Regions from separate parts of the Danio rerio genome. Here region 2 is linked to region 1. A link is a contact called in public Micro-C data. All regions are on one chromosome and are shown on one strand. Each heading gives the region's core, a stretch centred on a gene start, on an enhancer-like site or on the middle of the called end of the contact. The rest is flanking DNA. Distances are from core to core; before and after follow the strand shown.

Region 1 (6,227 bases), core at 2,368-4,867:
GAGTGTCTGTGGTCACGTGATGTGCGTTTTCAGCGTTTTGGTGTGGACGGAGAGCTGTTCAGAAACACTGGGTAAAACGCGAGTGTGGACGCGGATCATTTTCATTCTACAACGCCGTTTTAAAACTAAAACGCACTCTTGTAAAAGGGGCCTTAGAGTTTTACAGCTCTTTTTGATCCCCGCTTCTAGCAGCACACTCCATTTCCGCATTACTGGATCTGTAGCGACAACAGACCGCAAGGGATGATGGGGATTGTAGTTTTCGCTACCTCCGGTTCGCTTCATTCGCCTGAGCAAATTTTCTCAGAAGACCTATAGTTTTACCGAGTCATGCGACTTCGGTAATATCGAAAAAAATTAATATTGCGGTATGACGGTATTTACAATACCGTTACATCCCTACCGTCCATCCATCATGCCTCTAATGTTCTCATTTGTAAAAAATTTTTTATTATTCTGAAGCACCTCGCTCTCAGGCTTTGCTTATAACCATTAATTATTCAATGACAAAAGAGCTAATCATGCGTGTTGTGTTTTTCTTCCCAATAATGGCGACCTCCATATTTAGGATACTCATGCCAAAATATATCATTACGCCATTATATGGTGTTTGTTTTTGTCCCGGCTTTAGCGATTGTGAAATAAATAGCTTGATGTTTTAAGAGTCCTGGGATTTCCCTGAACAATGAGCTGGAGATGATCGATGGCCGTGCGCGCTGCTTGAAGCTCATGATCGTCCAGATATTCCTGTCCGACGAGTCAATCGATCAATAAAATGCAGAGCCGGAGTGGATCTGTAAATGAGCTTCATAGAGCCAGCTGGGAAGGGGAATGTGTGATCAGATGAGATGAGATGGGTGGTTACGCTGTTGATTTCCATTCTGGTCATTTTTTAAAGAGGTAGTTTGTTTAGAAATAAGAGCTGGCAGCTGGATGTCTAAACTCTCAAGACTTACCTTCTGATATTTTGTGATTTTAGTGATCTTGCATTCTTAAGGTTCTTTGTTAGCATTGGTGGTTCTTTGTGTAGTCAAAAGGTTAATTTGAAAAACTTTGATTAACTTCGTTCAGTTAAGAATGTTATGGAGCAAAATATAAATGAATGAAATATCCGGAGTGTAAAAATCTCTAAAGAAATATAAAAACTAAAAATTAAGTTTTTTTTAATATTTACTTTAAATGATTATTTAATCAAAAATGACTAAATATTTTATTATTTTATATATATATATATATATATATATATATATATATATATATATACACACTGCTACGAGTGTCATATTGCGTTTATACAACAGTTTGACGGCATAATTGTGTATATAAAAACAAAATCAAACATAAAGAGTCTCAAAAACCCTTTTGTATGTGGAACTACTTTCTTCTGGATTCAAATCATGAGCTGACAGTTAAACAGTTGAGCAAGCATCTTTTAAACTTTAGATCTGTAGTTTCTGCTTTTTGCTGAATGTATGTGGGCGGAGTAATACACAAAGGGTAAAGAGGCTGTAGGAGCTCTGATATTGCAGTATATCGCACGGCTATCAGCCAATAAGATTTGAGAACCAGACAGAACTGTTGTATATATATATATATATATATATATATATATATATATATATATATATATATATACTCTACCTGAAAAGTCTTATCACCTAAGTTGTAGGAACAACAAATAATAACTTAAATAACTTAAAAACAACACCTTCAGATTGTTTTTTTTCTTGTTTTAATACGATCAACATAAAAACATTAAACTGGAGCCTGAGGACAACATGCTCTCACGGCAAGTCGTAACTTTTTCATTTAGTAGTTAATTCATATGAATACGATCTCATTTGTACAATTTAGTACGATTTGCTTATCCACCACCGTTTGGGTTTAGGGGTGTGTTTGGGTGCCACGCCTCCTTTTTTATATCGTACATTTTCGTACGACTGGGCTCGTACAAATTAACCTCTAAACTGACTTGACGTGAAATAGTTACGTTTTCTCGAGAACACCTCAATGTGGTATGGCAGGACATAGATGTGGACTTTCTCTGTCACACTGATGCTGATTTGCTGATTTAGGCATCTGAATCTAATCAAATGAAATGAACAGTTTGCAAGTTTGCGCCATCCAATGGACACAATTGGAACAGCAGTTACTTTTATTGAAAAAATTGCATCTCATTTTTATACTTTACATAATAATTTTGCGGGCCGGATTAAACCCGTTTGTCGGCCTGATATGGCCTGCGGGCTGTATGTTTAAGAACCCTGGCTTAGACAAGGGGTTTGTCACTTAACAGAAATAATGTAAAGTATAGAATATAAAGTCATGCTGCAGTGGATAAAGAATTAATGTTGAGTATGACTCCCATGAGCTTGCATACATATCTGCAATGACTCAAATAATACATTTATAAATTGTTAAAGTAAATATTATTAATCTGGAATGTCAAAGAAAGCTTTCTTGCAGGACTCCCAGAGTTCATCAAGATTCTTTGGATTCATTTTCAATGCCTCCTCCTCCTTATCCTAGACATGCTTAATAATGTTCATTTCTGGTGTCTGGGCTGGCCAATCCTGGAGCGCCTCGACCTTCAGTACCTTTCAGGAACATTAATGTGGAGGCTGAAGTATGAGAAGGAGTGCTATCCTGCCTAAGAATTTGCCCTCTCCTGTGGTTTGTAATGGGCAGCACATATCTAGATACCTCAGGCTGTTTATGTTGCCATCCACTCTGCAGATCTCTCACACACCCCTATACTGAATGTAACCCCAAACCATGATTTTTCATTCACCAAACTTGACTGATTTGTTTGAGAATCTTGGCTCCATGCGGGTTCCAATAGGTCTTCTGCAGTGTTTGTAATGGGTGGAATGCAGTTCAACAGATGATTCATCTGAAAAATCTACCTTTGATTCTGTTTTAGAAAATCCACCAGTTGCTTAAGTGATTATTTTTTATTCTATTGAAACAGAAATAGCTGCACTTTTGTTTTGCCGTAAACATTTATATACAAATGAATACAGCATATACAGTCAAGCTCTGCTCTGCATACTGTAAAAAAACTAAATGTGTATGAATTTTCTCTGTATTCCTGATATGCTTTCTGAAAAATAGTCATTATGCTTTGTGAATTAAGTACTTATTTTACTCTTAAAATATATTAAACACATCCTTTTTTGTTTTTCCCTCAGACGCCTTTCCATAGAACTCAACCTGATGTTATGACTCACCTCAGAGCTTTCTGCTGTGGTTTACGTCTTTTCCCTGCAAACATTGTATATAAATTGAATGGGGGGGAACACTTCCCTAACTAGAGCTGCAGAAAAAGTGGGTGGTCACCGTAGCGCTCTATGTAAACATCAGAGTAGTGTGCTAATGAGAGAGAGAGAGAGAGAGAGAGAGAGAGAGAGAGAGGGAGAGTCTGGAGCTTCTGTGAATCTGCCCCGTGTTCCAGGAAACTACAGCAGTGCACATAAACACTCAGCATGCCTGCAACGGCTCTGTGATGTCACCAGCTGAGCGAGTGAGCAAGAGAAAGAAAGAGAGAGAGAGAGGGAGGGGCAAGCGAGCCTGACGGAGTGAGAGATACAGACACAGCCGGAGGGAAGAGCGAGTCAGTGAGAGCGAGACGGGGAATGTGAAAGACACACACTCAGCTCAGCGCTGGTCGAGGCATCGTGGGAGTCGCTGTGCGCGTGTTGTAACCCCTCCGGCTCGCTGTCTGCCGTCTCTCCCTGCTCTGGACGTGAGGGGCTGATGGGTAAGCAGCGTTTCTGTACAGGCTGTTCTGAGTGGGCGGACTGGTGCGCTTTAATGCATGGTGCTGAGATACCCGAACGCTGGGCTGTGGGTGGGTGTGTGTGTGTAAACGCACGCTGCATCCTTGAACACTGTCTAGTGAGTGATGAGGACACTTTATTGTCACTGTGTCGTGTGTTTGTTTGTAAGGGGTGCCTCTGGGCTCGATCCTGTATGTTTGGTGAGGATGGAAAGTAGGGTGTGACGACGGATGGACGGAGGGATCATTCTGTACCGTTTGTACTGTGATAGATGCGTCCATGTGGTGGTTATGTTGTTTACACGTGAGAGCAGTGGAGAACCGTGGATTAATGGGAAATGCAGAATGGGACGTGTCCCGAACAAGTCAAGACGAGGAACTTGTTATTAAAGGGTGTTTGGCAACAAGAGGTGCAGATTTTTTTTGTTCTTTTTTTACAGTTGCTGAGCAACTTGCCGCATTCATGTAGAATTCAACTGATGAGCTCACATGAGTGCAGTTATTGGATATTTTATAACATGTAGCAGATGTTGGCTTATCCAATCAGAATTGAGAGTTGGCTGTTAAAATGTTATCTTGTTCCAAAGTTAAAATAATTCTAAATATTTAAAAGTATTTAATTTGGAAGTACTTGTAATTAATTAGGGCTGCATGATACTAGAAACAATTACACATTGATATATATATATATATATATATATATATATATATATATATATATATATATATATATATATATATATTTTATTCATTTACTTTTTCTGTTATAGGAATATAATTTCAATAGATGGGTTGAATGAAGGTTTGTAAAGAATTTATAATGTTAGATTGATTGGGAAGATTTTGCAGGCGAGTGCAGAAAATATAATTCAAGTTTATTGTCAAATACCAAAACTTACTTTCCTATCAAATGATTAAAAAACAAATCAACAAAAAAGGTTTGCGTACCAAAATGTGACACGAGAACTATTTATTCAATTTTTCATTCATTCATTCATTTTCCTTAGCCCCTTATTTATTAGGGGTTGCCACCGTGGAATGAACCGCCAACTACTCCAGCATGTTTTACGCGCTCCCATACACTTTCGCATTTACACACTATGGCCAATTTTATTTACCTTATTCACTTGTACCACATGTCTTTGGACTGTAAGGGAAACCGAAGCACCCGGAGGAAACCCACACCAACACGGGGAGAACATGCAAACTCCACACAGAAATCCCAACTAGTCCAGCCGGGACTTGAACCCGTGACCTTCTAGCTGTGAGGCGACAGTGCTAACCACCGTGCCGCCCTCTAGAGAACCAATTGTTTGCTTTTCCCTAGTGTCCTATCACAAGTGTTCATAGACGAGGCTTTGTATAGTTTTGAGCACAATAGGTCTTGTATAATAAGTAAACTATTTATATTGTCACCTTAGAATTATAAGATTCTATCTGAAATTTTTGTAAAAATTGAGTTATTGACATATTCATATTAAATCATAACTCGTTATTCATTTGTCAAAGTTACAAACAAGACATTTTCTTAGGCCTGAATGCTTTTAAAACATTCACAGAGTTGGAAGTCTCCAAAACACTTGCAAAATGATCAATTATAATCCGCACTCAACATCGCATAATGCATATACTTGCGATGTGACTATTGGGAATGATCACATTGCGATATCAATTATTGTGCAGCACCATAATGAATACATACTAAAAATAAATATAGTAAAAAAATATATATAGCTTTTTAAATATAGTATTCTACCCACAAGGTTACATGTGTGGAGTTGGGAGCCTGTTGTTAAAATGTAATATCTTTCAAAGTCAAAATAGTTCCAAATATTAAGCTTTTGCTTTGTATTTAATTTGGAAGTATTTATAATAAATTAGAGCTGAACAATACTGGAAAAATGACACGTTATATGTATTTATTTGATATATATTTATTTGCGATAAGACTACAATTTCACTAGATGTGTTGAATAAATGTTTGTAAAGAATCTTTAGTATTAGATTAGGAAGGTTCTGTAGGGTAGTACATCAAATATCATTCAAGTTTATTTGTATAGTTTTGAGCGCGATAAAGACTCATTCACACCAGGATGCTTTTTGCTCATGTTTTCCGTCAACATTTAACGCCTCGTGACTAGATAAAGGGCGGCAATGTGATCATGCACACCAACGCACAAAACGGCAGACGTAAAAGCATCAATTTTAAAGAAACGCCTCATGCTGTTTTTTTTTTTTTTTGGTCGTCAAAACCTTCTCCACCAATCATTGGCACTTTTGTTCACATGCACGGAGCTGCTGAAGTTTCATTTAACAGCACTTGGAGGCGCTCGAGCGCAAAACTGTAAATTCGAACGCACATTGAAGAAGATGCCCAGAGGTTATATGAATGTGGAGCTGCTTATTGCACTGGTGAACAACAATCATTTCTTCATTGCTGGAGCTGCTA
Region 2 (6,478 bases), core at 3,441-5,940, 48 kb before region 1:
AACACCAATTTTAAACTCTAAACCTACATAAGCTGAAAACAGCGAATCATTTTATTATTATTTTTTTTAATCACCTGAATCCAACTAAAGTCATAACTGAACTAAACAGAAATGGAATTAAGACATGTGGAGTATGCGTATATTAGTGGCATTATTGATGTAAACAGCGCGATCAGCAAACACCGTTATGTAGGACTTTTCAACATATTTTCCAACAAGATCCACACACGCGGCTGTCAGTAAAGAGTCGGAAATACACAAACACACACACATACATCACTCTCAAACACTCTCACCCGTTCTTACTCTAAATTTGGGTCTAATACCCAGTTTGTAGAGGCGGGATGAATAAAATGTTCATTAGTTAAAGTGAAACTGCGGCACTTTTTTTGTCAAGACGGCTCACCGGTCAGGTATACATCTGCGCTAAAATATCAAGGTGAAAGTCATTATAGCTTGCGTAGAATAGACCCAACTCCCAACCCAACTTTGAGTAAAGATTAACCGCAGCATTTTTTTTTATCGTGCGATAACAGTCTCGTGTAAAAGTCTCGCAAAAGAGTCACCATCTAGGCTTCCAGATGGACATTTACTGTCTTTTATAATGATAAATGCATCCTTGAAAAGCAGAATAGGCTTTAAGAAAAGAAAAAGATAAAAAATATTATTATTGACTGGTAGAGTATATGTTAAATACTGAAGTGAAAACAAAAAAACAGTTGCAGCTTTTAGTTCATGCGGACTTTAAAAATTGAAATGGTCTGAGCAGATCTTACATGGATAGGCAGTGTGTTCCAGTGTTTCCCTAAAACAGATTGAAGTATTCCTGAGTGTTTTGTGCAGGAGAATGGACTTTTCCTCTTGACACTGACAGTGTGTGATGTTTGCGTACAGCAGGCCTGAATCCTCCTCAACCTACTGTCGTTTGTGTCAGTTTTTCTTGTTTCTTCCTTCGCGTTCATTGCAGCTTTGAGGACAGGAATGTGCCGGAGTGAATATGCAGCTCCACGATCTGAACGTGTCTGTGTGAGCCCTGCAGCTTTTCTGAGGCCATGTTTGCCATCTCTGTATTGTTTTTGAGCAAAAGTGAGGTGTAAAGCCCTGCGGTTTCTCTTTCAGAGGAAATGACGGCGCTGTTGATCTGTGGAAGCAACTCTGAGCCGCAGCCGCCGGACACTTTCTGACTCTTGTCTGATGAATGAAATGCTGAGAAGTTTTAGAATTCTTCTGCCTCTCTCTCTCTCCCTCTCTCCCTCTCTCTCTCTCTCTCTCTCTCTCTCTCTCTCTCTCTCTCTCTCTCTCTCTGTCAGGCTGTGATTCAGTGTCTTCAGTGTGTAGGTGTGAGACACATTGAGGTCAGTATGTCAGGAAACTCAGTGGTGTGAAGTGCATCTGAAGCTCATTACTGTTAGATTAATGGCTGCTCCCGGTGCTGCCATACACACAAACTCATTACAACTGACAAGAATGCAGAATAATGTCAGGAAACCTGCCGGAAACATGGGGCTATTTTTTTCCACATTATTAATAGTTTTTTATTTATTTATTTTAATGAATAATTTGCATTTAATTGTATTTATTTTAATGTTATTTTATTTATTTTATAAATTTCGTCATTTTAATTTGTAATAATAATAATAACAACAACAGTTATTATTATTATTATTATTATTATTATTAGAAGTAGTAGTAGTATCATCGTTGTTATTATTATTATTATTATTGTTTTTATTATTAGTAGTAGTATCGTTATCATTATTATTATTATTATTATTATTATTATTATTATTATTATTATTATTATTATTATTAATAGTTGTAGTAGTAGTAGTAGTAGTACTATTATCGTTATTATTAATATTATTATTAGTAGTAGTATCATTATCGTTGTGCTGTAAACTATTCATTGATTTTTATATTTTTATAACAGGTTTTATCTATATAAAGTTAATATGTTATTGTTTATTGGTTTATTACAGTATTCTCATTCCAGTTCAGCATTATTATTCATATTATTAATAATAATCATATTATTATCATCATTGTTGTCATTATCGTCATTAGTGGCAGTAGTAGTATTTAATACAATTAAAGTATATACTGTATATATATATATATATATATATATATATATATATATATATATATATATATATATATATATATATATTTGTAAAATATTGTCATGCTTATTTGCTTTTAAAATGTTTTATTTATGTTTTATTTGTTTTGTTTTTAGCATCTTATTTTTTTTTCTTTTTTTTTATTTATCAGCATATATTACAATTGAATAAATGAAATCCTAGTCTTCCACTAGTTTCCCACCAGTGACAATATACAGCCATATCTCACTACCACAAGTATGACATTGCATTCATACAACAGTTTGGCAGCATAATCATGTGTATAAAAAAGAAAATCAAACATGGAGAGTCTCAAAGAACTGCTTTCTTCCACCACTCATTCATATCTGCAGCTGATGGTCAGAACAACAGAAACTTACTAATTCACCAATATCACTTTAGAGCTAGTATATGAATGATTCTCTAGCCCAATGTCTAAAGCAGTGGTTCTCAAACTTTTTTCATCAAGTACCACCTCAGAAAAAAAAAAAAGTCTGTCCAAGTACCACCAAAATCAGCAGTATTGAAATACAATAGCGTAGTAGGCCCAGTAACGCAGCTACAGCTCTGCACAGTTTAAAAAACGTGGCAGATTACCTTGGAAATATAGGCTATATGTCATATATGGCATATTATATACATCAATGATAAAATTTGATACAATTTTTAAATGTGTGTAGCATGTACATTACATATTTCATTCCTCTGCGTACCACTAGAAGGAAGACTGCGTACCTCAGTTTGAGAACCACTGGTCTAAAGTGATGACAAAACAGTTGATTTTGCTCACATTTTAAGATTATAAGGCTGAACGGCATGAAATGCTATCAGTCTACAGAGATTTTCCAGTAGTTTTCTGATGCAATTGGAAGATCACAATAATTAACCCTGAAAACACCAAAACAAACACTACCAGAGTACTATGGTATAAAGAGAGCGCTACAAAATACAAAAGAGAGAGAGATCGACTTAGAACAGGAGTCACCAAACTGGTTCCTGGAGGTCCGTTGTCCTGCAGATTTTAGCTCCAACCCTAATCAAAAACACCTGAATGAGCTAATCACGGTCTTACTAGGTACACTTGAAACACCCAGGCAAGTGTGTTGAGGCAAGTTGAAACTAAACTCTGCAGGGCACCAGACCTCCAAGAACGAGATTGGAGACCCCTGACTTAGGGTGCTTTCACACCTACACTTTTGTTTCGGAACGTATCTCGTTTGCCCAGTCAGCGCGGTTCGATTGGCATATGTGAACAGGGCAATCGCGCTCTTTTCCGCGCCAAAGTAATCGCTCCGAGATCACTTAAATGAGGTGGTCTAGGCTCGATTGAAACGAACCCTGGAGCGGTTCGATTGCAGTGAGAAAGCGATCCAATCCGAGCGCAGTTATATCACAGTGTTTTATGGATATGTAATAGGCTTACGCCTATATGAAGAGAGAATTATGAGTAGGGCGGGAAGTTTCGCGAGTCTCCGGATGCCCGCAAACGAGTGATGATCTCCCGGTAATCTCGCGTCTCTCTCCCAGTCCTCAAATAGCCATTGTCGCGCACCCTTCTCACCCCTCCCCACCGTGTCTCTCCTCAGACACGTCACGCGCGCACCCTGTCAATCACCACCAAACCACCACCTCTCCTGACAGCTTAGCGGGACACTGCAAAATAAACCCTGAAACTCTGACCAGTGTGAGGAGAGTTTACTTGCACGTGACTTGTTTTAGCTCTTTTGGTCCGATTAGAAACTTTGCAGTGTGAAAGCGAACCGCTCCAAGAGCAAAGAGCAACAATGTAACAATTTTAATCTCTGTTTCGGAACAACGGAATCGATTCACAGGTGTGAAAGCACCCTTAGAACGTCATTTACTTGTTTTTTATAATGAATTGATTATCCGCCAATGTGGTGAATCTTTAAAATGATATAGTTAAAATAGGCACTAACCATATAAATAAACTGCATAGTTGCAATCTAAATAACTCCATTTTCACCTAAAAAAGTACATTATGTTGTCTAACAGCTGCAATATTTGTCTAACTGTAGTCCTCGGTATGCTTGCAACACCATAGATTGGGCAAAGTAATACACAAGGGTGAATAGCCTGAGTGCTGTTATTGTAAAATGCCTCACGGCTATCAGCCAATCAGAATTGAGGTACAAACAGAACTGTTGAATAAATATGTTCATGGCAACTAAAGACTGTTGAATTGTGGAAAAAGAGAGAATCTTGTTTTAATCTAGTCTAATTTGGCCATAATTCAGACAAATACACAACTTCCATTACGGTGATGTAATAATACTTATAATGCAATATAGATATATTTTTCGCATTACAGTTATGAGATTTTGAGAATAATATGCTTAATTGGCTTCAATATAATCTCTAAAGGGGCAGAAAAAAATGTTTTATTTGTTCTTAGCAGGTTGTGAAAGATTCCCTCATGCACACTTTCCTCTTTGTTTGAGTGTTGTTATGAGCTGAGCAGCTTTTATGGTCTGTGTGTGTGTGTTTGTGTGTGTGTGTGTGAGTTTGAATGCTAATGCTCTCATGTATCCTGCAGTGAGCGTTTTCTCTCTCTCGCTCTCTCTTTCCCTTCCTCTTTTAGAGATCCAGTCTATTTATAGCTGCTTCTCCCAGTGTTATCATGCCTACTGATGTTGTTTTGCCTTTCCACATAATTACAAATCCTGCTTTAGGAGATCTGTTGCGTGTTCATTTCATGTGCACTGAGGATTTTCTTTTCCAGTTTGATAACAGGTTTTAAAGGATGTAAATACAAATGCGGCAACAAGAGAAAGACGTACTGTTTACATTGAGTAGGTTTTATGCCTCAGTGTTGAATCTTCGGCTGATGAAATACTGAATATAGGCTACTGAGTGACTGATGAGTCAGTTATTTGTTATAATGTTGTTTTATTTTCAAGATCTGAGGTGATGATCTGCTGCTGCTTTCAGTACTATGACAATAAATGTCATGTAAAACGGTATTTAATCTCATGTTTAATAAAGCCCTTAATCGGTACCTGAGGTGATCATTGTCATTGTAGTTTATGCTGTTGTGATGTTGCGTAAATAGAAAGAAAATTAAATTTTTGAGCATCGTTGTCGCAGATGGTCAGGACAAAAAAAGTCATTTTAACATGAAAAAGATAGCTTTTATTGAATGTTGTGACATTGTTTTGCATATTGTTAATATGAAACAACACAAAAGTTAATATAGAAGTTCAACATTTTTTGGTTTATCTTGCTTTCTGGCTGTCTCTCTGTCTGTAGTTCATTTGTTTCATCTACCATTTTCATCAATACATCATTCGTTCTCACTATCATATCTGTTCTTCTTGCTATTACTAATGTTCTCTGTCTATCTGTAACCGCGGGGAGTGACACATACAACTGAGGTTTGGATCCACGTGCAGGTTTATTCGTTGTCAGGCAAGCAATGTTCAATACATGTGCAAATGGGTATGTGAAGGCCATCCAGAATCAGTAACAGGCGAAAGGTCAAAAGGCAGGCGGCAGACAAAGACAAGGAGGCTAACAAGGCTAAGGTCGGTACACAGGATAACAGGACTAGGAAACGCGTTGTAGTGCTACTTACAGTAAACAAGACTCGGCAAAGTGAATAGGTGAGTGTGTAGCTTAAATAGTGTGTGCAAACAGTCTCTGACGATCCTCAGGTGGTGCGAGTAATCAGTCTAGATGAGGAAGCATATGTGAGTGTGACTGGAGTGCATGTATGAAAATGTAGTCCATAAATGGTAGATTTGTAGTCCATGGTTATTGTTAGTGCAATCCAGCGATCTTATGAAATACGATCGCTGGTAATTGTGACACATTCTGTATGTTGGTTGTTTGTTTGTTCTACTAATATTATCGATTTGTTTCTATTATCAGTTGTTTCTGTCTATCTGCCTGTTGTTTGTTTCATTTTTTTATTTCTTTTGTATCGTTCTGTCTATCTATTTGTCCATCCATCCATCCATCCATCCATCCATCCATCCATCCATCCATCCATCCATCCATCCATCCATCCATCCATCCATCTTTCTATCTGTCTTTCATTTTTTCCATCTATCTGTCTTTCTGTAATTTTTTTATTTTTCCATCCATCCATCCATCTATCAATCCATCCATCAATCCATCCATATTTTTTCATTCTTTCTATCGTTTTTTATCCTTCCATCCATCCATCCATCCATCCATCCATCCATCCATCCATCCATCCGTCCATCCATTCAGTGTTTTTTCTTTTTGTCTATTGTTCTTCTATCATTTTTATTTTTTCCATCCATCCATCTTTCTATCGTTTTCTGTCTATTGTTCTTTGTTTTGTTTATATTTATCCATACATCATTCTTTAT

Evidence for each region. Hi-C and Micro-C count contacts between places; a contact is called where the count stands out from the background.
Region 2: a contact with region 1 is called in a Micro-C map of caudal fin, with 1.7 times the contacts expected there. The contact joins the enhancer-like site here to the promoter of hdac4 in region 1. A contact is called at or near these places in 3 of 18 Hi-C or Micro-C datasets (caudal fin, hematopoietic stem cells and an unstated tissue).

Annotation. Positions count from the first base shown.
Region 1 is chr9:47,880,645-47,886,871 of GRCz12tu, reverse strand. It overlaps hdac4 (histone deacetylase 4), which reads left to right and starts at 3,617. Exons shown (of 25, transcript NM_001039358.2): 1 at 3,617-3,760. The coding sequence starts at 3,757.
Region 2 is chr9:47,929,228-47,935,705 of GRCz12tu, reverse strand. It overlaps a transcript of hdac4 not described here. Among named protein-coding and RNA genes, the nearest start is that of hdac4, 49 kb to the right of the region's middle. Within about 2 kb of position 4,690, at least 23 of the 62 cell types and tissues checked have an H3K27ac peak or open chromatin away from gene starts, as enhancers often do. A contact at or near this core is called in caudal fin, where this site is marked.